Regions from separate parts of the Mus musculus genome. Here all the other regions are linked to region 6. A link is a contact called in public HiChIP or PLAC-seq and promoter capture Hi-C data. All regions are on one chromosome and are shown on one strand. The core of a region is the stretch at or near the end of the contact, and the rest is flanking DNA. Distances in the headings are between cores, read along the strand shown. Region 1 overlaps Dglucy (D-glutamate cyclase). Region 2 has its middle 13 kb from the start of Gm40554. Region 3 overlaps Foxn3 (forkhead box N3). Region 4 overlaps Foxn3 (forkhead box N3). Region 5 holds the start of 3300002A11Rik (RIKEN cDNA 3300002A11 gene). Region 6 holds the start of Kcnk13 (potassium channel, subfamily K, member 13). Region 7 overlaps Foxn3 (forkhead box N3).

Region 1 (3,053 bases), core at 250-2,749, 870 kb after region 6:
ACATTGAGGTTCAGGAAATGGGATGGGGTGGGACCCACAGGTTATGCTATGCACACATTGATTCAGTGGTTCTGGTTTGGTCATGCTTCAGGAACACCAGCAAAGCCCCGACTTGAAAACCAAGCGCTCCCCAGTGTAGAGAGCTCTAGACGTGTCAGTATCAGAGAGTCCCTCCTCTGCCTTTTTCTCCTCCTCCTCCTCCTCCTTCTTTTAAAGATTTATTTATTTAATGTATATGAGTACACTGTAGCTGTCTTCAGATACACCAGAAGAGGACGTCAGCTCACATTGCAGATGGTTGTGAGCCACCATGTGGTTGCTGGGAATTGAACTCAGAATCTTTGGAAGAGCAGTCAGTGCTCTTAACCACTCTCCAGCCCCTCTCTGACCTTCTAATAAACACAGTATTGGCCGAGTGGGCACGGTGGTACACCCTGTGGAGGCAGAGGCAGATGAATCTCCATGAGTTTGGAGTCAGCCCAGTCTACAGAGCAAGTTCCAGAATAGCCAGGGCTGTTACATAAAGAAACCCTGTCTCTAAAAACAAAAACAAAAACAAAAAAAGCGCCTCAGGGGCCTGTGAGCACTTCTTTGTGTCCCTAGGACCATCTGTCCACAGTTGCAGAAATACAAGTTTGGCACCTGCACAGGCATCCTGACCTCACTGGAAGAGCACTCAGAACAACTAAAAGAAATGGTGACCTTCATCATAGACTGCAGCTTCTCCATAGAAGAGGCCTTGGAGCAGGCAGGGATCCCCAGAAGAGACCTAACAGGTCCCAGCCATGCAGGAGCATACAAGGTAAGGCCATGCCCCTGGGCAAAACAGCTTGAAAATGTGGATGGACTCTGTAGTTTCCGATGGTGGAGAGAATGTTGGTTCAGGGATCAGAAGCCCTAAGGTCAGCCCTAGCTCAGTCGCCCTCCCAGGTAAAACCATTACCCTCTGAGTCAGTCTCTCTCCCACCTGCCTCTGATATGGCTGTGCAATGTCAATCAAAGTCATTTGGACATTTGGAGAGAGAGAGAGGGCATGTATATATGAATGTATGTTCAGGCTAAAGGTCAACTAGTACTCTTCGGGAGCAGAACACATTGTTTTCTGCTAAGTTACACTTATTTGGGGAAGGGGTGATTTTGGTAGTGCAATGTTTGTGTGGAGATTGGATGGCAACTTATGGAAATCAGTTCTCTCCTTCTGCCTCTGCCTCGTGGGGCTTGGGAATCAAATTCAAGTCACCAGGCACGGCAGCAAGTGCCTTTATCTGATGAGTCTTTTCACTGGCCCCACCGTGGAGTTGGAGACAAGACCTCTTACTGGGATTCACTGATTAAGGGTAGGCTCTCTGCCAGAGAGCCCTGGGGATGCTCTTGTCTCTATCTCCCAGTGCTAGAATTACAAGCACAGGGTGTCACCATGGCCAGTTTTGATGTGAGCACAGAGTGTTAACGGCAGAAGGGTGGCCTCTCCTGGGACACGCCTGCTGTTAGGGACTGTCCCTGTGGCCGAGTTGATGCACTTCTCTTCCTGCTGAAACCAGTCACGTGGGGAAGAGTGGCGCCCTTCCTCCTCTGCCTCCTTCCCAGATGCTGTTGGGACAAGTCTGAGCACTCTGGCTGATCAGCAGTCTCCAGGCCTCCCTGTGCACAAGACCAGCCTCCAGACTTCCCTGCTCACAGTGGCTGGACTTTTTTCATCTTGAGCGCTGTTTGTCACAGTGTCCCTCCCCACTTTGACTCCTGCCAAAGAGGCTTGGACTGCGTCAGGTCCCTGCAGTTCTGTAGTAACCTTCGAGGCACAAAAGATTGGGTTGATGAGATTGGCTATACAGAGAAACCCTGTCTCGAAAAAACCAAAAAAAAAAAAAAAAAAAAAAAAAAGCTTTGTACAGAGGCACAGACGTCCATATATGTTCACCAAAGCCTGTCAATTATCCATGACACGTCACTGCCCCCTCTCCCCACAGCTGCCATACAGTTTTGTCTGTAACAACTCACCCCACTGCCCTTAGGCCCTGAGAGAGATGGCTCTTACAGCCACCTTGAATTTGACTGATGGCCTGGATAGATGGCCCATCCTAAACAGAGGTGTCTCAGTCCCCAGGAGCCCTGCCTGGCTTTGTGAGTGGCCTACATGTGCCTTTGCTCTGTCCCAGGTGCTGTCATACAGACACTGGGCTGGCAGCACAGCAGAGCCTCATCTTACAGTTGCCAGGGTGGTAACAGCCAGTTAAGTGGCAGCCAAGGTCGTCCCAGGGGATCCTGATCCTGGCTGCGTTCTAAGCCTGTCGTAAGCCCCACTGCAGGGGGAGAAGTATACCACCAGTGAAAGTCACCCAGGTCGCCCTGTGCAGAATCTTGGAAGGGAAGACCGGGGCATCCAGGGACAGGCTCATCCTGTGGGATCTAGAAGTAAATCAGGCAGCCGATGTTCCTGGCGCTGTTTGCTTGCTTTTGCCTGATTCTGTCAGAACTTCGCAGCTTCTTGAGGTCCATGGAGAAAGAACATTTAGAGACCCATGAGACTGGGCGAGGAAATTGTTTTTTGGTTTTTTGGGGTGTTTTGTTTTGTTTTGATTTTGAGACAGGGTTTCTCTGTAGCCCTGGCTGTCCTGGAACTCACTCTGTAGACCAGGCTGGCCTTGAACTCAGAAATCTGCCTGCCTCTGTCTCCCAAGTGCTGGGATTAAAGTCGTGAGCCACCATGCCCGCCACTGGGTGGGAAAATTGTGTGTGTGTGTGTGTGTGTGTGTGTGTGTGTGTGTGTGTTATAAACCTCGGCTGAAAGTTAGCATTTCCTTTGGTTCTGACTGTTGGCCACAAAGGGCTGTTGGATCAATATGTCCTGGAATGCTGAGGATGATAAAGTATCTCACAAATAGCATAACACAGTACAGTTCTTGAGAGTTTCAAAACACCCTGTATACTGATACTCCAGTAACAGATCTGCCATTCTGTCCTCCTAGCTGTTAGTGGGAAAGTATAATATTCTTTCTGGGGCTCTGGTAACTACATCTGGACATCAGAAATAGTAGTGGTTTCCTTTGGAACAT
Region 2 (3,287 bases), core at 591-3,090, 950 kb before region 6:
AGAAGTGTCATGCTGTGAGATAATTTACGCTTGCTCCAACCTACTTTGGGAAGTTCAGAGCAATGGGCTGCAGGGCACAGTTCTAAGCAGCTTTGAAGTCTGATTGCATTATTTCTATGTAATGCAAATTGACAAGGTCTCTAAATTAGGCAACTAACTAGAAAATGAGGTCTGAAAGCCAGGTTTAGTAGCAGCCGGGATTCTGCCCCAAGGACATATCTGTGGCCAGGGCTTGGGTCTGGAGTCATTTTCCATACAAGGAATCTGCATGATAACTAGGAGGGAAAAGATCAAGTAGAGGGGTTAAAATATATCTAGGGGATTGAAACATTTGAGGGTTAACTAAACAAATATTTACATGGTAATTTTCATATGCCAAGCCCTGTAAGTGCTCACTCCATAAAGAATGAATCTTTCAACCTTTACAGCAAACCTGAGAATTACTATCATCGTCTTTTTAGTGTGAGCCTGTATGCATGTGTGCTTACACGTGAGCGTTGTGTGTGTATGTGATGTATGCATATGAATGTGTGGGTGTGTTCATGTGGAGGCCAGAGCAGAATGGAGGATGTTTTCCTATATTGTTCTTCACCTTATCTTGGTCTCTTAAGCTCACCGACTCAGACTGGTGGGCCAGCCAGTTCTGGAGTTCCACGGGTCTTCCTGTCTCCAGCACTGAGACACTAAGATTACATGCCCGCATCACCAGGCCCGGCTCTTTATGGAGGTGCTGGCATCTGAACCCAGGTACTCCTGCTTGCATTGCAAGGACCTTACTGACCAAGCCATCTCCCCATCCCCCACAGGGCACATTTGTTCATCCATTTATCCCTAATGTTTACGTACCCGACAAAGGTAAGGCCTCACTCTAGATGATTCATAGAGCATCTTATGTGCTGTCTGTTTTGATTCAAATCTCACATGGTCCTCCAGGGTACTTGTGGGCAGCTGTTCCTGTGTCAATTAACTTAAGATAAAGCCCCAAACACACGCCCAACACACACACAAACACACAAGCAAGCACACATATGCACACATGTATGTATGCACACACACGCTTAAAATCATAAGAGGAAGATAACAAAAATAATGATTTTTGCCTAACCTTGTTTATTATGGGAAAACTTTAAAGGTTTCCTTTAAACACAGTGGGGCCCAAATACAGCTGTTTGTAAGCCAAAGTTGATATTGTCTGTTCCTGCCTTAGCCTCTTAGCTTGACATGGAGAAGCAAACTGACTTACCAGAGAAGCTTGGCCAGGGTAGGGCTAGGGAGGGAGAGATGGGAATGGGAATAGGGCTAGAGATGTCTTTGCCATTTCACCAACATCTCAATCCTTGGATACAGGGGTGTGGCTTCATCTGGACGCTTAGAGGGCAGGGGTCATAGCTATTTGCCTTATTTCATCTTTGGCAGAAACATTCTTTGGTTTTGACTCATGGCAAGGCCCATTTTCATACAATCCCACCATGGCGGATGGTCTCAGAAAGGACACCATCTCTAGACTGACCCTTTTGGTTCAGAAGCCCAAAGCAATCACTTTGAAAGGGCCATCTTTGATGTACAAAGGCTGCGAAATTTAGGCCAATGCCGAACATTCCAAATGCCTCAGAAGCAGATAGATCGTCCTATGCCGGCCAAAGGAAGCCTAGGACAATGCAAAAATCCAAGGGAAGGGACATCGTAGTGCAGTCAGGGATCAAAGGCTTGAGTGAAGTCCGAGCCTCTTCAGAGCCGCCTTGGCCCTCCGCCCACGGTTTCAGCCCTGCACGGTTCTTTTTTGTCATGGAAATGAAGTTCCTTGAAAGCAGCAGATGAATTAATGAGCTGAAGATCCCAGGTTCCAAGTGGCATCTGTTCTTTAGCTCTGGGACCATCACCCCCTCTATGAGATCGCTGGGGCTGCTCTACAGCTTTCATTAGACTTCTAATTTAACACTCAGAGACGGACAGTGGGGGGAGTTCGTAATGGGCACGATGTGTGGCTCTCCTCAAGCAAACAAAAGTAACGCCAGGTCAGGCAGGAGAGGCGCGGCTGCTACCGAGAGATTTAAATAAAAAGCAGGGGCTGGGGCGGGGAGGGGAGGGCAGGGGGTGGGAGATACTTTGAGAAAGGGCACTTTATTTTTAGAAAAGAAAAGGAATTAGGAGATAATGGTTGCCACAGCAACAGAGCACTGCCTATATTCCATAGGCCCGGCTTTAACAGAACGGATTCCCTGGGGACTTTCGGAGAAAATATAGATGGAAATAAAAAGGCTGTCCAGGAACAATGTCGCACATTAGTCCAGCTGCCGTTTCACTGCCATTTTCCAAGCTCTTGCACCAAGGCCCTGCCTTCATTTAAAAACCCATCTCCGCATTTGGCGGGAAAAAAAAAAAAAGCTAAATGAGAATTTTATTTTGGCTTCCTTCCGCCATTCCTAATTGCGCTTTAAAAATTGAACATAGTCAATAAACAGTCACTTCATAATAATAATAATAATAATAATAATAATAATAATAAATAATAATAATATTAAGCAGAGAGGAACCTGGGGATTCTCTGTTGGAGAAGGGAGAGATGCTGAAGGTGACATTGACAGGATTTTGAATTGACCTAGAGGGACCCATGAACTGGTCGTTAATGGCTGGAGAATAGAATAGTCAAATTTTTGTGTTCTCTTGGAAGTTTAACTCTGATGGCTTTTTTCCCCCCCTTCTCTTTCTCGTGTGCATTTGTGTATGTGATGAGTGTGTTCATATGTGGGCATGTGTAGAGGCTTGGGGTGGACATGAGGCTGTCTTCTTCAATCACATCTCCTTATTGGTTTGATTGTTTGTTTACTTAAAGCAGTGTCTTTCACAGAATCCAGAGCTCAGCTCTTTGGCTAGACGAGCTGGCCCAGAAAACCTTCAGCTGTGCCTACCTCTGTCCTCTAGTACTGGCACTGCAAAGATGTGCCTCTGTGCCGTGCTTTTACAAGGGTGCTTGGGATCCAAGCTCAGGTCTTCGCACATGCACTGTGTACTGGCTAGTTTTGTGTCAACTTGACACACCTGGAGTTCTCACAGAGAAAGGAGCTTCAGTTGAGGAAATGCCTCCATGAGATCCAACTGTAAGGCATTTTCTCAATTAGTGATCAAGGGGGAAAGGCCCCTTCTGGGTGGGACCATCTCTGGGCTGGTAGTCTTGTGTTCTATAAGAGAGCAGGCTGAGCAAGACTGGTAAACAAGCCAATAAGGAACATCCCTCCATGGCCTCTGCATCAGCTCCTGCTTCCTGACCTGCTTGAGTTCCAGTCCTG
Region 3 (3,348 bases), core at 443-2,942, 730 kb before region 6:
TTTGCCTTGATCCTGGTGACTGACTGGAGTTGGATCTCTAGGACTCACCTACTGGGGGAGAAGTAACTCCAAGTTTCTTCTGACCTCCACTTGGGCCTTGTACACACAGGTAAAGAAATTCTTTTTAAGATGTTAATTTATTTGATTCGTTTTAAAAATAGCAATACTTTCTATTATATAGTGTCTCATAAAACCAACGGACACCACTGTACATCAAACATTGTATTAGAGCCCAAACTGGGAGCAATCTCAGAGATTAAACTTCTGAGGACGCTCAATGCTTACTTCCACCAGGTCATCTGGGACACACTCACTAAGGTGGCAGAAGAGAGCTCACTCAGTCCTTCACAGCAGGCAGCTGTAGAGCCTGTCCTCCCCCCTCCCCTCAGGAGCTGGACCCTCCCCCCCCCTCTATTTCTCATTAGCATCTATGAAGAGCCAAACAGAGGCAGCTCCTGTGTGAAGAAGGGGCAAACCTGAATGTGGAGGCCAAGAGGATAGGGAAGGAGGGACCTGGGTCAGGAGTTCAGTCCATAAAGGGCTTACTGGGAGCTGCTTGAGGTGTGTATTTCTGGGAAGGATCTGGAAGTTTTATGGGACTCTATGAGAGGCGCGGATACAGAAAGGAGCTGGATTGAGACCCGTTGGGCAGAGGCCTCCCTCTGGAGCGTCAGTACAAGAGAACGGCATATCCTCCTCCTTGGTGACAGAAAACAGGGTCCCAAGGTCTCGGGTGCTTGTGAAACTTTCACATGCACTAACGTGCAGTGTGGTTTTTGACTAAGAGTTTGTAACTACCCAACACAACCCTAACACGTTTGTTATTGAGAAACAGAGATGGTTCTGGACTGGAGAGAACGCTCAGTCAGCAGAGTGCTTGCCAAAGAAGCAGGACCTGAGGTTAGGAATCTAGAGCCCAGGCAGAAGGCTGGGCGTGGGGGCATGTATGACCCTATCTGTGGTGAGAGGCAGGTAGAGCCCTAAGGCCGGTCCAGCCAAAACAGTTCAGTGAGAAACTGTCAAAACAAGCAAACAAAAAAGGTGGAAAGACACCAGGGGAAGCTGGCATGGGCCTCTGGGTTCCACATGTATGTGCACACATGAGCAGCTACAGGCACACGCGCTCGCACCTATGCCAGCAAGTGTATGCAGCACACGCATACACGCATACACACACACACATGGTACTGTTATTACCATATTGTACATGTTGTTACCATGTGTTGAGCTTTTTCCAGGGATCCCTGAAGATTTAAAACAAAACGAAACGAAACCAAAAAAAAACCTAAGTCCCTTAGGGGCAGCATGCAAACAAAACTATGGAGAACACATCTCAAGAAGTTAGGAAACTGTTAAAGATGAAGAAATACATCAGCGTATATTCTCTGCGATGATATCTTCCTGATTATCCAACAACAGGTCCCGGCAGGTTACCCAGCCTAAATGGCCTCTATTGCCTTATCTGCTAAATGAGAAAATTTCCTTATCTGCAGCCAGGGGTTGGTTGTGTGAATCTCCAAAGTAGATGCACTATCTTCTAGGTTACAGCCTCTAGCCTATCTTAGAAAGGACAAGGTTTGGTACCTATAAGTTTGCTGGAGACAGGCCCCTGCCTCCTCTACCCAATACAGGATCCCTCCTGGCCAGGCTGGGAGGACTGCCCTTTCTGGGCCTTCTGCTTTGACTAATCTCTTCATGTCTCTCTGCTCTGCTGCCCAGACAACTCCACAGCAAACAAGAGCCCGGGCTTCCACCAGCCAGCTCCAAGCTGGGAACCTGCCTAGTTTGTGAGCTTTGGGGCAGAAGGAGAATGCAGACAGCAGCTTTAGTGAGAGTCTTCTCTCAGTTACGGCTGTGAAGGTGGGGATTGTTAAGGGGTTCTCTGGCAGGCCCTTCACCCTGACCCACCCACCCAGGTCTCCCTTGCACTGTACTTGCCTGGGGAGGTGGGTGGATCTGACAGGAGGCAACCATATTTTCTGTACTTTGCCCCCTTCTCAGCCTGGTGGGAACTAAATCAGGTGAATGAACACCTTCTAGCAACATAGGGTATTTTCTTAAAAGAAGAAATACAGGCTACAGCCAGCTCCTCAGGAGCCATACGGCTCCATTCTCTGATGTGTACCACAGGGCCAGAGTTCTGAATGAATTCCTGGGTAAAGAAGCCAAGTCCCTTGAAGAGAGGAGAATTAAGAGAAATAGCCTGGACAAATACTGTATGTCTTCCTTCACATGCAGAACATAGGTTTTATATACACATGCATCCACACTCACTCTATAAATAGATAAGGAGGGACTTGGGGACAGAAAGGGACTGGCAGGACAGGGAGGCGGGGAACTGGAAAGGATAAGAAAGGGCAAATGTGGCCACTGTTCACGATAGACTGGAATGAAAACATCTTCATGGACTTGCTTGCCTAGCATGTACAAAGTCCTGCGTTCCATCCCTAGCACAATACAAGCCAGAAGCAGGGGGATCAGGAGTTCAAGGTCATCCCTGGCTATGTAGGGGGGGGGGGGGTTCCAAGTCAGCCTAGGCTACCTTAGACTAGAAACAAATAAACAAAAAAATGAGTCAGCGGGCCTTTATGAAACCAATCACTTTTGTAGTAAACAGAGTCAACAGAAGTTGCCAGGACATGTTGGCAAAAAGTGGGCAGACCTGTGGGAGCTTATTTTGCAAGGCGTCTAAATCAGATAAAAATCGGATTGGCTGCCTCATTACGCAATTAAACCCTAGTCAGCAACGGGCAGGGTCTTCTGTCTTTCAAAATCCAAACGAGTTACCCAAGCTTTCATTAAGTACAGTTCAGAGACTCTATTGGGGGAAGGCATCCAATTTTTCTTGTCTGAGTTAAGACTTTTAAAAAGGTGGAAAAAATGCTGCTGTGTGAATCTGAGAGCTAGTCTTCATAAAATAACCACAGTTCCTTGTCCTCTTCCAAATACCTTTTTGCGTCGCTTTTCAGAGTTAGATTTTGGGGGTGGGAGGCAGGGCAGAAAGCCAGAGTGCTGTCCCAGTGAGCAGCCCAATGGTACCATTTCATGTCTGATTGCTGACTTCCCAAAGCAGAGCCATTTGCACTGTTGTATCAAAGGCTTCCACTACATAAAATGTCATTTCTATATTAATTTTATGCCCTTGAGGCAGAACATATACGACTAGGACTGAGTGTTACCCACTGGAAGAAAGGAGGAAGCTTTAGCTAGGTTTAGGATTCAGGGGAAAGCAGGACAGGGCACAAGGGTATCCAGGTACTCTGGACTTCAGATGGAATTTTGGTTTTTCTTTGCACTCATGAGAAGGTAAAAGGGGGTGAAGAAAAAGGAGACAGAGACAAACAGACA
Region 4 (2,958 bases), core at 10-2,509, 680 kb before region 6:
CAAGTTCATCAAGTTGGGACTCTTGCTTTTTGGACTGGGCAGGAAGCAGAGGCCTGCACCAGTCAGATGAGCTGCTTGAGGGCACATGGTTGGGGCGGCAGGGGCATGTCATCCCAGGGTTCCATTACCCACATCTGGAGAGCCTGCAACTTTCTTCTACAGGCTGCAAGGACCACTGAGAGTAACGATCTCTTTAAGGCCATTCCACTTAAGAACCTGGGCTACACACATGTGCACACAAATGTAGGCACACATCCCATTGTGTGCGTGATGGCACAGATATGAAAACCCTAAGGCCTGCCGCTTGGCAAGGGCTTAGGAAGGAAACCCACAGGGAGCAGAAAGAATGGATATAAACTTGGCTTCGGAAGCTTAGAGGGGGTAATTTTAAGTCCACTTCTGAAACCATCATTTGAACAGCTTGCTCAGAACACATCCTAAAAGCTTCATTATCCTTAAGTCTTTTGGTAATTTTACAAAAATATTTCTAGACCTCCACCCCAGCAGTTCCACAGAGCTTCAAGGGGAATGGCTTTTCCTTTCCAATTGTACTTAAAGCCAGGGCTCTTTGATAAGACACATGTTACTTATGGCAACAGGATCCAAAGCTGTTTCATCTCTACACTTCATAGTCTTGTTACGGGTATAATTTAATAGATTTCAGAAACATTCCTAAACGCTATGCAATCTAAAAGAAAACATTCCTATTGATGTATTTAGTCTAAAGTTACATCCATAAAAATGAACATCAAGTAAGATCAGTGCTCAGCAGTAGGGTTATTCTTTGTACTAACCTTCCAGTGGCTAATTCTAGGACTTTCTATTCTCCATCCAATCTTTAGCAATCATAAAGTGTATGTTGGGGGACTGGCTCCATAGGTAAAGCAATTCTCTGTGTAAGTGTGAGGACCTGAATTCAAACCCCAGGAGCTCAGTGCAGGCCCCTTACTGGAGCAGAAAAGCAGAGGCAGGAGGATGCCTGGCAGCTCCCAGGTCAGCTAGCCTGAAGTACTTAGGTGAAAAGACCCTGTCTCAAAAAAGGCAGACACATGTACGAAGACTGGAGGATGTCCTCTGCCCTCAACACTTGGACCACAGCACGGGCATACCTACAAGTATGTGCGGTGTGTGTACACACATAGACACACAAAGACACACACAGACAAAAGACAGACAGACACACAGACATACACACACAGAGGGGAAGTGGGGGAAACAGATGCCTTGCCTCTTGAGGAAGTCTCTGGTAAATGTTTTCAATTTCCTGTCCTCAGCCTTGCTGGCCATAACGTCTTACTCAGCAGTCTGCTCACAGGGCTGCTTTCTCAGAGGGCAATATGAGACTTCCATGAAGACAGTTATTAGAGACAGGGGTCTGGAGATTAGCTAAAGTTAGGGTCAAGCAGGGAAATGCAGACTATGGAACTGAAGGGGCCTTCGACTGTACAGCAGGCTACTGGCATGGGAAGTTTAGACAGCTGGGCTCACAGGTGTGGGGGGTGCGGCTCAGCTCTTGCCTGGCACACTCAAAGCCTTCAGTCTCCATCATATACCAACTGAACATGCTAACACAAGCCTGCAATCCCAGTACTTGAAAGGTAAATGGACATTGCAAGTCTTAGGTATACTACATACCTAAGACCCTTCATTCCAAAATAAATAAATAACCGGACCAGCAAAGATCAAAATGAACTAGCGGCCTCTTTGAAAGTCGTACTTCCTTGTTATTTTTTAATGAGCATAAAAGCATGTTCCAAAGCACACAGAGAAAGATTAGAGGAGCCCAGGAGCACCCCTCCAACTTCACCTCTGTAAACAGACCGGCACGCTGACAATTACTGAAGCTCCAGAAAAAGCTTTCCTCACTGCAGGACAAAAAGACAAACAATGCGGAGGAAGACTCAGAGTCTACCCCGGGCCAAGGAGAACAGAAGGCAGTGGGCATCTGAGGGCAAATGTGGAGAGGGGCTGCCCCCTCCCTGTAAGTGCTAAGGTTTTTTAGTGGGCACGCCTGGGGGCAGTAAGCAGATTTATGCAAGAGGTGAACGCCCTCCTTTGCACAGTGGACAAAAGAGTCAGCTTGCGGAAGGGATGAAAGATGCCAGAAAGCCCAGGGCGAGCTGCCACTTGTGAAAGGGACAGGCGGGCGGGGGAGGGTCTCAGAAAACCCAACAAAACCAGAGATGCGGGCCCTTGGAGTCAAGAACTCAGTGCCAAAGAGTGGTCCCTGAATCCTGCTAGGATCAGCAAAGAGATGCTGGCTGGGCTGACGTTCAGAGTGGAAACTGACAAGAATGCTCCTGGGAAGATTTTGTGGTGTTTCTCCATGAGTGTGTGGAAGAGCGAACCCTTTGGAGATAGACGAGATGAACAGGTGAATGCTGGTCCTGAGGAGTAGATTCACAGGAAAGGGCGTTGCCAAAAAATGAACACAGTGAGCCCCTCAGGGACGGTAGTGGTGGCGTGACAGTTAAGCACTGATTGCTCTTGCGGGTCACCTGGGTTTGGTTCCTGGCACCCAAATGGCTGCTCACAACCATTTGTAACTCCAGTTCCAGGGCACACCCTCTCCTGACGTCTGTGGGCTCTGCACCCATGTGGTACACAGATATACATGCAGGCAAAACAACCATACACCTAAGATTATAATAATAATAATAACAACAACAACGCTTTTTTTTTTGTTTCCTGTCTCACCATGTGACCTCTTCTCTGCGTGTTCCTATCACTGTAATGCCAGGGTCATGAGGCCCTTGTCGGAGGAAGAATTACAAGGGCTGGCTCTCTGTGCCTTACACTTTCAGACTGTGAACAACCTCGTTTCTTTACAATTTATCCTACTTCAGCTATTTTGCTATAGTAATGGAACTCACACTATTACAAGGGTTAAGCCACTTGCTTAGGAAGCCAAGATTTCTTTCTAGGTTGTCTGAATCTGTAATACATGACGAACTGAGA
Region 5 (3,213 bases), core at 284-2,783, 620 kb before region 6:
AAATTATTAAATAATTGCAGTGTTTCCCTGGGGGTCACATTTGGCAACAAGGCACTGGCCTAAATGAACCAATGACACGACCCAGTGAATAACACTTACATTTTTAACTTGCTAGAAGCAAACGGGTGTGACATACTTCTAAGGGAGAAACTAGAGAAACTAGTGGGGTGGGCTTGGAAACTGAATATCGACAGTATTGCAATAATTAGTGCCAGGCTCCCCACCAACCCCATAAAAAAGCAACTCTCTAACCCCAATCCCAGCTTCTATTTCAGGAATGGCTACCATCACAAGAAGAGAGGCAGGCATATGGCTCTCCCCTTCTGGACATTCCTACAATGTAGGCTAGGCTGCTCTGGAAAATCCCATCTCTTCCTCCTACAGCTATATGACCTCGAGTTGTCATTTCAAATAAAGTATGCTTCCACTGATTTTTATGAACACAGACAAAAGCAGCTACAACCTTCCTTCCCCCAGCCCCCCAAAAATACCCTTGCGAACCAACTGTAGTTGCTATGTAGGGTTATTTGTTTCTAAGGCAACAGCTTATGTCTAAGTACTAATGGCCTGTCCTTTTGCCAGGCAACAAACAGCCTTGTGATGCAAGTGCACCTGTCTCAGCTACGCGTTACTATGGAGACACTCCAGTTACTATGGCTACCATCACGCTAATCGCCTAGCAAAGGCAGACATACAGCAGTCTTCTCATAGAGCCCAGCTGCTTCTCCCGTCTCTTGCCGGAGACTGATTGTCTAGGGTCTGTGATGGAACGCACAAGAACTTCATTAATGCCACGTTGGAAGGCTCACTCTGTGTGCCCTCCTGCAGAATAAACATCAGAACAGAAAAATCTGCAAGTGGACTGTAAAATTCCCCAGCCTTCTGACACCGGGCCATTCCCAATTAACATAAATGTCTACTCCACTGGCAGTTTCTCTTAACCAGTTAACAAAGGAAATGCTGCTACATGCCTTCTAGAACTTCTTGGTAGGGGACTGGAAAGATGGTTTAGTGATCTAAGAGCACCGGCTGCTCCTCCAGAGGATCCAGGTTCAATTCCTAGCACTGACACAGTGGCTCAAATCGCCTGTAATTCCAGTTCCAGGGGATGCAATGCCCTCTTCTGGCCTCCACAGTCACCAAGCATTCAAATGCTACACAGACATAAATGAAAGTGAAACAGCTGTACACTTAAATAAAGTAATTTTCAAACTTTCTTAGTGGGCCTGATGACAAGCACCGTGAAGAGCTAAGACTCCATCCACAGGTTGAAATCCGGCTCTTTGTTCTGTAAGGCCCTTTCTTCTAACTTAGCACTGACATGCTTTTTAAACTGTGACAATCTACCTAACACCCCTCCCATTGTATATTTGTAAAAATGCACTCATGACCTCAGTCTCATGACAGCCAGACACGTGAGGAGGGAAAGTGGCCATGGTTCTCAAGACAAACACTTAGTAACCACAACAAACCCATCACTCAGGAGCCTGTCGACATGGAAACCGGATGACAACAACCGAGCCTGCCTTCTTTCCACATCTCTAGAGGCAGGCCATGGGAAGGTGGAATCACCTGTGTGCCTCACCGCTCTTATTCCAACAAAGCGTGACCCGCAGAGATAGAAAAGCTGTCCACTTTCCTCTGTAACCGATTCTACCCAGGAAGACGCTATTTACCTACCAGGAGCCCTTCCGGAGCCACACCCGCTCAGTCGGAGCTACAGAAGCGGTAAGCTTCCCAGGAAATGCATAGCCAATGGATGTGCCTCCTCATCAGACTTAATTCTTTTTCCCATTAGTCTGTAGTTATTTTTAAAACATTCATACGGCCTACTAAATTAGTTTTAGAGACTGTCTCTGCTAAAATAACAAAATTCCAGGAGACTTTAAGAAAACAAAAACCCCCGATAGTGCGAGTCACTTACCTTTGATAAGCCTGAGGAGTAGGAGGTGGGTGGTAAGGTGTCTTTTTCAGAGCCTGAATTAGATTTTGTCTATACTCTGGGTCGATGCACCACAATGACCCTTTCCCAATACTCTGCAAAGAAAAATTAAAATGAAAACATATTAATACAGTACAGAGAATTTTGTGGTAGGCAAATACAGGGCTATATTGTAGTTATTCTCCAAAGTTTCCTGTTCATTTGCTAATGATTTCTCAGGCTGACAACAGGACACCATTAAATGCTCTCTGCTCCTCTTTGCCCCGAGTAGATGAGGTCAGATGAACATGTAGCTACCAGATTATGTTGATGCAATAACATGACTGTCAAATCTGAACTACCCCCAACCCAAAATCCCTTATTTCTCAGTATGAATCTGGAGGAATATTCAGACTCGTCCAGAAGTCTCTAACTTGGCTGACGTTCATGGGCGCTGAGAAGACCTTTCGAAGCTCCATCTCTGCTCTAAAAACCCCAGCTGTTTTAAACCACATTATCTTGGCACGATCTTACAAAAATGGAAACGTAATCCACTCATTGTTTTTGGTATCCCGTCCCCCTTGCTCACAAAAGAACATTTATGCTTGGAATGGAATTTATAATTACCTTCCCCTCAGAAACAAAAGACCTGGCAACAATAGCAAACCTAAGCCAGAATTCAAAGTATTTTTTATTTTTATGGGGGGGGGGTGTCCTTCAGTTCACAGCAATCTGCTCTTGTCTCTAGGAATCTTTAGAAGAGGTCACACTTTAAAAGTGTAAATTGGCTAAAACTGTTCCCTGGGGGGAAGGGGGCAGCTTTCCCTGAAGGCCACTTTTGGGCTGGCTGGAGGCAATTGGTCTGAGATCAGCTTTAACAGTGGGTGGGGGTGGGGAACAGCTGCTCTCGCCTGCCCTGCTTTCAACTGGGTCAGTGTACCCAAACCATTTGAGAAGGTCAACAGTAAATATTTACGGATTTGGAACGAAAAGAAGCTAAATGACCTAGTCCCACCCCACCCATGCTTCCTTTGTAATTTCCCTCACTCTCCTCTACAAAGCCTGGTGGTGTCTTCCAACATTGAGAAAAGCAAACATGAAAACCTTTAAACTAACACAGAGAGGCAGCAAATTACAAGGAGATCACATGGAAGGACCACTAAATCTAAGCCATTCCAAAAAAAAAAAATCTTTGAAGAATTTTCCTAGTCTGCATTTCAGTTATCACGTCACCAAGTAGTGTTCTTACAAGCCTTGTGTGTTCACAGCACTCGTAAATAGTTCTCAAGCCT
Region 6 (3,159 bases), core at 523-3,022:
CAATAATTGCCATTAGAAAAAGTGAGTATATTTTTGGACAAGGTGAACTTTGTCTCACATGCATAATAAATAAACTCTATACCACACAGACCAACCATACAAAAGTAGGGGAGAGACAAAGAACATATGCAACCTTGAAAGCAATAATATAATGCACAAAGTATATCAATCATTACAGACTGGAAAACTGGTCTTTAACAAAACTGAAAACTTTGTCAGGAAACTTTTTTAAAACAAGTAGGTATTCCAGAGAAGAAGAAAAATAATGGTAATAATAGTTGCAAAATACACACCTAAGAAAGGACTGGTAGTCTAGATTATATAAAACACTGCCCTTCAATAACAGGGACCATTGTGTGTGTGTGTGTGTGTGTGTGTGTGTGTGTGTGTGTGTGTGTGTGCATGTTGTATGTGTGTGCACATGTGTGCATGTGGAAACCAGAGGGGCTCTCACTGAACCGAGAGTTCACTGACTTGGCTACGGAACTGTGGCTAGCCAGCTCCACTTGGCCCTACCTGCTCAGGAGGAGTAGGATGTCAAAAGTCCACAGCTATGCTCATCCTTCTGTATGTGTGTTGGGGAGCTGAACTCTGGTCCTCACACTGTGATGAGCACATTACTGACTTGGCCATCTCCCCAGCTCCAAAACCAAGCTTTTAAGTGGGCAAAATAGTCCAACCATTTACAAAAGTCCAATATACAAGGTGTCCAGAGAACACAAAACCCCAAGGAGATAAGTTTATGTGCCTGTATACAGAAGGCTTAAAAATAAAATGGCTGGCTCTGTCAACAGTCTATAGGATGTGGACACTGCATTGTTGTGGGTTAGAAAAAGCTAGTTTGAAATGATGTCAGTCGGTACACTTCAGGAACACACTTTACACAAGACACATAACTGGTTCTTATGAATACAGAGACCTGAATAAACAAAACCAAGTTCTATAAAGGAGAAATATTCCATGGTGGAAAAAGAAATCAGAATAGTGGCTACCTCTGCAGGAATGTGGGTGGGGATTTACTGGGAAGATATTTGTGGGAGCTTTAATCCTTTGGTGGCTTTTAGATGATAAGGGAGGGAGGCCACCATTGTTTGGCTCCCAAAGTTATCAGGACTCACCTAATGGTACAATGACATGTCATTGCATGCAAATTTTACCACAAAAGCAAAAATCCGAGGATAGAGCTCTTAATAATGGCCAATACTGGCTGGAGATGGGGTGAAAGTGTGTGGGTGTCTACAACCATTCAAAGTGCATCCTGAGTGGGTTGGTGACTAGAAAGGAATGGGTAAATATAAGCAAGCCTGGTAAACTGTCACTTGTAGAATCTAGGTGGTGGTGTGTTGTGTCATTGTAAACGTCATTCGATTTTGATGTACTTGAGATGTTTCTTAAACTAGTAAAGGTAATTGGGTTACTCACCCTGGGTGTGAACTCAATACCCTCTAAAGTTCTTCCTCCCCAGGAGACACAATGCAAGATAAACGGTCTGTTAGTTACTCTCACCAAAATCATTTGCATCTATTCAACAGAACTGCAAGCTTTTCTAGTTCTGTTTCTGGCTAGTATCGTGGGTGGGTCTCCTGGGACCACTCTCTCTCTCTCTAAAGGCGGAGAAATTCTGTTTAGACCGTGGGTGGCTATGAATCCATTCCTTCACACAGCTATATTCGATCCCCTGTGGCTAAACTGCTGGGAACCAGGTGTGTCTGGAGGGCACGCAGCGCCCTCTTCTGGCCTGAGAGGAACCCACGCAGACCATCGAGGCTCTCGACCTATCTGTTAAGCAACCACTCCAGGGATCTGCACTCCCTGGTAGAAGCATCGCTGTTTAGAGGTCCAGGCGAGCGCCAGCGGAGGAGACCTGAGCAGGAGACTGGCCCTGAGGCCAAGGGGCGGGTACCGGGTGGAGTCGCCTCGGTTGGCAGCTGCAGAGCTCCACCTGTTGCAGTTTTTGAGCACTCCACAGAGAAGGCAGCTCTGGGCACGGACTTCTGCTCTCAGCCCCACTGGGCAGGGCAAGGCCACTTGAGAAGGGAAGCCAGGAACCATCCTGAACCTGTTCCACAGAGCAGGTGCGTTTGGGAAGGTGAGACGCGAAGGCGACGGCGGCTCCAGAGCTCATGGCAAGTTGGGGGTCTCTGGGTGGGCGCCCCAGCGGTTCACAAAAGAACCTTGTTGCCGGCTTACATGTTGTAGCTTGGAGTTCTCAGCTCAGCGCCACTGACTGCGCAAGAACTACAGAGCCGAGGCGATCAAAACCGGGTGAAAGAGATGGAACTCTTCTGGCCGCTGTCCTTGGCCGGTTCTCCGGGAGATGGGCTGGCAGGGCCGGCACGTGTGGACAGAGAACGCCCGGTGCAGGCCCTAGAGGCCAAGGGCGATCTGGTATGGGGGAAGTCAAGGAAGGCTCCCTGGGAGGATGCTTCTAACTTCCTTCACTGTTCCAACCTCCCCCTCTGTTCTCCTCCCCACAGCGGTCCGCCCTCGTGCTGCCGTGGAGCCTGTGTGCCCAGCAGAGATCCGAGCCGGCTGATCTGCCTCTTCGCACTGTCCCTGCGTCCGTGCGTCTGCCCCAAACCCGTTCCGACCTCTGAGCCCTGGTTATTCTGGTGGATAGAGGCTCTCGGCAGAACATTGTCACTAATACGCAACACAGATCCACCTGGAGAGGCACCGAAGACAGAGAACAGCCCGTATCCCAGCCATCACAGCTTGGAAAGCAATGCTCCGAGGAACCCGGACCTTGATGTGAAGCTTACCCGCCGATTCTCTCTGGACCCACGACCTTTTTTTTCTTCAAGAGGAGTTCAAGTTCTAGGGAGTTTGCCTTGAAGGCACGCCACGCCCCCTCCCCAATCTGAGCCGAATTAGGAGCTCGGGTGAACCCGGGTCGCCCGCACCCTCGCACCAAGTCGAAGCAGATTCTGTGTCCCGACCCTCTGGTCTTCAGCCTTAAGGAGAACTCCAGAGAGGACAGGGAGGCGGCGACGACAAAGCGGATTCGAAACCACGAGTCCAGGCGGACGTGGGGAGCTGGCTACACAGGAACCACCGAGGAGGCGGCGGCGGCCGGGAGATCCACGCCGCCTTGGGGAACGCGCGGCGGGCATGGGCGAGCCCGCACGCAGAGCAGGCTAAGGTCGGCAGAGCACATCC
Region 7 (3,101 bases), core at 445-2,944, 710 kb before region 6:
TTCTTTCCTCTGTGTCTCAGTTAATACCAAGGGACACTCTCAGAAGAACTGCTGCGATCTCCATGGCCCGTGATTTGGTTTACTAACCGTTGACTCTGATAAGATCCAACTTTCCATTAGCACCATCCCCACTGCGGGCATTGGTGCACTGAGTGACAAGCCAAGGACGGCTGAATTCCCCACAGGGATACAACAGCACTGTTCCTTGATGGCCAATGGCTCGGGGACAAACCTGTGGCCCATAGGCCACCTCCAACCTCAGCTCAAAATAGCTATGAATGTAGCCCAGCACAAAATTATAACCTCACTTAAAACACTGAGGGTTTTAAAAACTCTGGTTTTTTTGGTTTTTGTTTTTTAACTCAAATGCATGGTTCTCAAACACAAACCTCTGGGATGACATTGTGGTCCAGAGACACCAAACGATTGGACAGTCTGGCCCAGTACAATCATTCAGATTGGTTTTGTGTGGGTGTGTCTATAGAGCAGAGCTTTGAGTTCAAATACCACTTGGCCTGTGGACTGAACTCAACACCTGTCTCACTCAGGCCGACCCTGAACAGCTCATCCTCTTAGCTGTGGTAATCCCTTATCTACTGCTGAAGGGCAGTATGGAGAAATATTGTCCAGGGACAGTACGTGAGGGACGAGCCTCTGCAGGGGAAACAGGCTGCCATGGTCAGCTTCGGGGCAAGGGGTTAGGATCTACCATGGCATGCTGAAGGGCACTGACAGGCCTTGGATCTGACTGGACAAGTGGCCCAGCTTCTGATCTCTGGCTGTGTGAAGTCAGCTGATTACATATTTATTTGTTTATACACAAAGTGGAGACATCTGTGCCTCTGGTTCTGGAGAAGACCAGAGAGTTTGCTCTACTTGGAGACCGTAACTCAAGACATCCGAGGCTCCTTTCACCTGACTGAACAAAGGACAGTTGACTATCATTGAAGGCGGGACAAGAAGCTGTCACCTCTCCCAAACAAGAACACTCAACCCAGGCTATCAGCTATTCACCACGAGCCTGTTTCCCCTGCAGAGGCTCGTCCCTCACGTACTGTCCCTGGACAATATTTCTCCATACTGCCCTTCAGCAGTAGATAAGGGATTACCACAGAGCACCCCCTGTGTATGACAGGGCAGAAAACAAGGACACCCAGAAAGCCCAGGTGCTGGCATAACTCCCACTCTCGCCAGTGCGCTGACTTCTGGCTACATGCCGATTTCTGGAAACCACCTTCATTCAACAAGCCGCTGTGTTTCTCCTTCAACTACTTGCAACCAAGAAAACCCTTGATTTCTCCCCCCCACCCCACCTCCACCCCCAGTTTATTAAGCATTTGGAAACAACTTGCAGAGGGCACTTTCCATTTAAGGAATTCTGGGAGAGGTGGAGGGGGGGGGGGAGCCAAAATTGCAGCAATACCTTTATTTTGCTTGATTGCATTACTCAAATAGGAAGAGCTGTGGATGATAATAATAATAATGAAGATGGCATTAAAGTAAAATATTTGACACTCACAAGATTAAAAGCTGAATACAGTAATCTCATAATCATGGCAGAATGTTCAGCACTTAATCAACAATTACTCTGGGAAAATGCCCGAATCTTGATGCTTAAGCATCAGGCAAAGGCGAAGGCGAAAGGCAGGAAATCAGTGTCGGGCAGGAGGATGGGGAGCCAATCTAAATATTGCATGTGCTATGATAAGAGAGCCCTGCATTTTCCTATCACAGCTCTGTGTAAAAATAACAACCCAGCGACACACACTCCAAACCAAAACACTCCAGTCACACAGCTATTTCTAAAAACCACTTCACTTAATAGTGACAGAGCCCATTAATCAGGGTCTCTTGGGGGGAAAAGACTATCAGTTTTATTAAGGTATAATTTATACTTCATGCAAGAGTTTCCTCAAGCCTGGTGGAAGATAGAAAATGTAACAGCGCAGGCGGGAAGCCAGGATCTAATAGTACTCTTAAGGACCAACTCAGAAAGGATCAGAGACAAACTACACATACACACCCCCAGGAGGGTGGGCACTCCCCAAAGCCTGCCAAGTGGTATTACTATGAAGCCTGCATATGCCTTATCTAGAACACTGAATTAAAATTTTCTCACGAGCCAGTTGAGATACCTCATGACCGAGAGGAAGCTAAGTCCAGAGTCTTAAGAAACAGTCACTCATTTGTACCAGGCTACCATCTCTTTTGGCTAAGTTGAGTTTTTACAACTCAAGTTTTATTTTATAATGTTATTTGTAAGGAGCTAATCCTTCATTCAGAAGGCATCCAATAAGAGCAACAGAAAGATCAGCCTTGGATTTTTAATGTTCTCCCTTTAAGGCGGGCTGGGAGGAGGGCAGCATCTTTAAAGCCAGCCGGGGTTTTGATACGCCTGCTATTTGTATCTGTCAAGCTCTGTTGTATTATTTCGCAAGAGCACACTGTAAACGCCACAGCAGCAGTCGGGGAGTGCAGGACGCTTTCAATGATGCTGCCCTTTATTTCTGGAGAAGGCTTATTTTCCCTCTTCTGTGGGTGAACGCTGCAAATCTCACATCAGGAAACACAACCGAAGGAGCAAATGACAGTGTCAGCTACAACAACAGTGCTTCCAAAAAAGATTATCCCAGCATTGCTATTTTCTGTGACCTGTGGAGGTGAGCAAACACCATGGATGGGTGTGGCCTCTGAGGGATGCAGCTAACACATCACATCCACCTGAGGAACCTTAGGAGCTTTCCCCCAGGAAGCGCCAGTTCCCACAAGGACTCCTCTCAACTCCATCTAACGGGAGAGCAGAAACAGTACGGATATCAGCCTTGGCTACACAGGAGAACCTCTCAGCACTGCAACAACTGGGCTGCCTGGAGGAAACAGTTAAGATGAACTAACACACCCAGAACCTAATCCACAGTCAACTAGAAAGGTCAACACAGTCATTAATCTAAGCAGTCGTAATCTTCGCTATCTAGAGCCCCCTTTCATATAAAGCAGAGGCAATGCCAGTCTGAGCAGCCAAGCCTCCCATTCCTCCAAACCATTGTCTCCATATGACTGGGGACTGGATGCAGGCCTGTGGGGCCAGTGCTCGAACCTTA

What was found. Promoter capture Hi-C pulls out the DNA fragments that hold promoters and counts their contacts. HiChIP or PLAC-seq counts read pairs in DNA pulled down with a chosen protein or histone mark.
Region 1: a contact with region 6 is called in a promoter capture Hi-C map of pre-B cells, with 5 times the contacts expected there. The contact joins the enhancer-like site here to the promoter of Kcnk13 in region 6. A contact is called at or near these places in 3 of 39 promoter capture datasets (hippocampal neurons, pre-B cells and stem cell-derived epiblast-like cells), 3 of 484 Hi-C or Micro-C datasets (embryonic stem cells and pro-B cells) and 1 of 9 other capture datasets (embryonic stem cells).
Region 2: an H3K4me3 HiChIP or PLAC-seq map of embryonic forebrain shows a contact between it and region 6, with 3 times the contacts expected there. The contact joins the enhancer-like site here to the promoter of Kcnk13 in region 6. A contact is called at or near these places in 10 of 39 promoter capture datasets (the C10 cell line, cranial neural crest, embryonic stem cells and 5 more), 2 of 115 datasets of contacts at active chromatin or transcription factors (embryonic forebrain and embryonic stem cells) and 2 of 9 other capture datasets (adipose tissue and embryonic stem cells).
Region 3: a contact with region 6 is called in a promoter capture Hi-C map of liver, with 3 times the contacts expected there. The contact joins the enhancer-like site here to the promoter of Kcnk13 in region 6. A contact is called at or near these places in 5 of 39 promoter capture datasets (hematopoietic stem and progenitor cells, hippocampal neurons, liver and 2 more), 1 of 484 Hi-C or Micro-C datasets (neural progenitor cells) and 3 of 115 datasets of contacts at active chromatin or transcription factors (astrocytes, microglia and stem cell-derived neural progenitor cells).
Region 4: a promoter capture Hi-C map of pre-B cells shows a contact between it and region 6, with 3 times the contacts expected there. The contact joins the enhancer-like site here to the promoter of Kcnk13 in region 6. A contact is called at or near these places in 7 of 39 promoter capture datasets (the C10 cell line, hematopoietic stem and progenitor cells, hippocampal neurons and 3 more), 3 of 115 datasets of contacts at active chromatin or transcription factors (astrocytes, large pre-B cells and stem cell-derived neural progenitor cells) and 1 of 9 other capture datasets (embryonic stem cells).
Region 5: an H3K27ac HiChIP or PLAC-seq map of embryonic stem cells shows a contact between it and region 6, with 4 times the contacts expected there. The contact joins the promoter of 3300002A11Rik here to the promoter of Kcnk13 in region 6. A contact is called at or near these places in 14 of 39 promoter capture datasets (the C10 cell line, cranial neural crest, embryonic stem cells and 8 more), 1 of 15 datasets of contacts at CTCF or cohesin (large pre-B cells), 2 of 484 Hi-C or Micro-C datasets (Th1 cells and cerebellum), 5 of 115 datasets of contacts at active chromatin or transcription factors (astrocytes, embryonic fibroblasts, embryonic stem cells and 1 more) and 1 of 9 other capture datasets (adipose tissue).
Region 7: a promoter capture Hi-C map of liver shows a contact between it and region 6, with 2.7 times the contacts expected there. The contact joins the enhancer-like site here to the promoter of Kcnk13 in region 6. A contact is called at or near these places in 7 of 39 promoter capture datasets (the C10 cell line, cranial neural crest, embryonic stem cells and 4 more), 1 of 115 datasets of contacts at active chromatin or transcription factors (astrocytes) and 3 of 9 other capture datasets (adipose tissue, embryonic stem cells and liver).

Annotation. Positions count from the first base shown.
Region 1 is chr12:100,837,897-100,840,949 of GRCm38.p6, forward strand. Dglucy (D-glutamate cyclase) reads left to right here. Exons shown (of 13, transcript NM_145448.5): 4 at 604-802. Among named protein-coding and RNA genes, the nearest start is that of Gm36572, 54 kb to the right of the region's middle. Within about 2 kb of position 1,500, at least 77 of the 459 cell types and tissues checked have an H3K27ac peak or open chromatin away from gene starts, as enhancers often do. A contact at or near this core is called in pre-B cells and pro-B cells, where this site is marked.
Region 2 is chr12:99,009,546-99,012,832 of GRCm38.p6, forward strand. No RefSeq gene overlaps it. Among named protein-coding and RNA genes, the nearest start is that of Gm40554, 13 kb to the right of the region's middle. Within about 2 kb of position 1,841, at least 46 of the 459 cell types and tissues checked have an H3K27ac peak or open chromatin away from gene starts, as enhancers often do. A contact at or near this core is called in embryonic forebrain and hippocampal neurons, where this site is marked.
Region 3 is chr12:99,231,844-99,235,191 of GRCm38.p6, forward strand. All of the region lies in intron 4 of Foxn3 (forkhead box N3), which reads right to left. Among named protein-coding and RNA genes, the nearest start is that of 4930474N09Rik, 71 kb to the left of the region's middle. Within about 2 kb of position 1,693, at least 37 of the 459 cell types and tissues checked have an H3K27ac peak or open chromatin away from gene starts, as enhancers often do. A contact at or near this core is called in astrocytes, hematopoietic stem and progenitor cells and liver, where this site is marked.
Region 4 is chr12:99,283,367-99,286,324 of GRCm38.p6, forward strand. The region is part of intron 4 of Foxn3 (forkhead box N3); the gene reads right to left. Among named protein-coding and RNA genes, the nearest start is that of Gm46371, 46 kb to the right of the region's middle. Within about 2 kb of position 1,260, at least 66 of the 459 cell types and tissues checked have an H3K27ac peak or open chromatin away from gene starts, as enhancers often do. A contact at or near this core is called in hematopoietic stem and progenitor cells, pre-B cells and stem cell-derived neural progenitor cells, where this site is marked.
Region 5 is chr12:99,339,498-99,342,710 of GRCm38.p6, forward strand. It overlaps 3300002A11Rik (RIKEN cDNA 3300002A11 gene), which reads left to right and starts at 1,534. Exons shown (of 3, transcript NR_166805.1): 1 at 1,534-1,728. Foxn3 (forkhead box N3) reads right to left here. Exons shown (of 6, transcript NM_183186.2): 3 at 1,925-2,037. RefSeq lists an enhancer at 1-1,774.
Region 6 is chr12:99,962,727-99,965,885 of GRCm38.p6, forward strand. Kcnk13 (potassium channel, subfamily K, member 13) reads left to right here and starts at 1,773. Exons shown (of 3, transcript NM_146037.2): 1 at 1,773-2,075; 2 at 2,478-3,159.
Region 7 is chr12:99,256,072-99,259,172 of GRCm38.p6, forward strand. The region is part of intron 4 of Foxn3 (forkhead box N3); the gene reads right to left. Among named protein-coding and RNA genes, the nearest start is that of Gm46371, 73 kb to the right of the region's middle. Within about 2 kb of position 1,695, at least 16 of the 459 cell types and tissues checked have an H3K27ac peak or open chromatin away from gene starts, as enhancers often do. A contact at or near this core is called in liver, where this site is marked.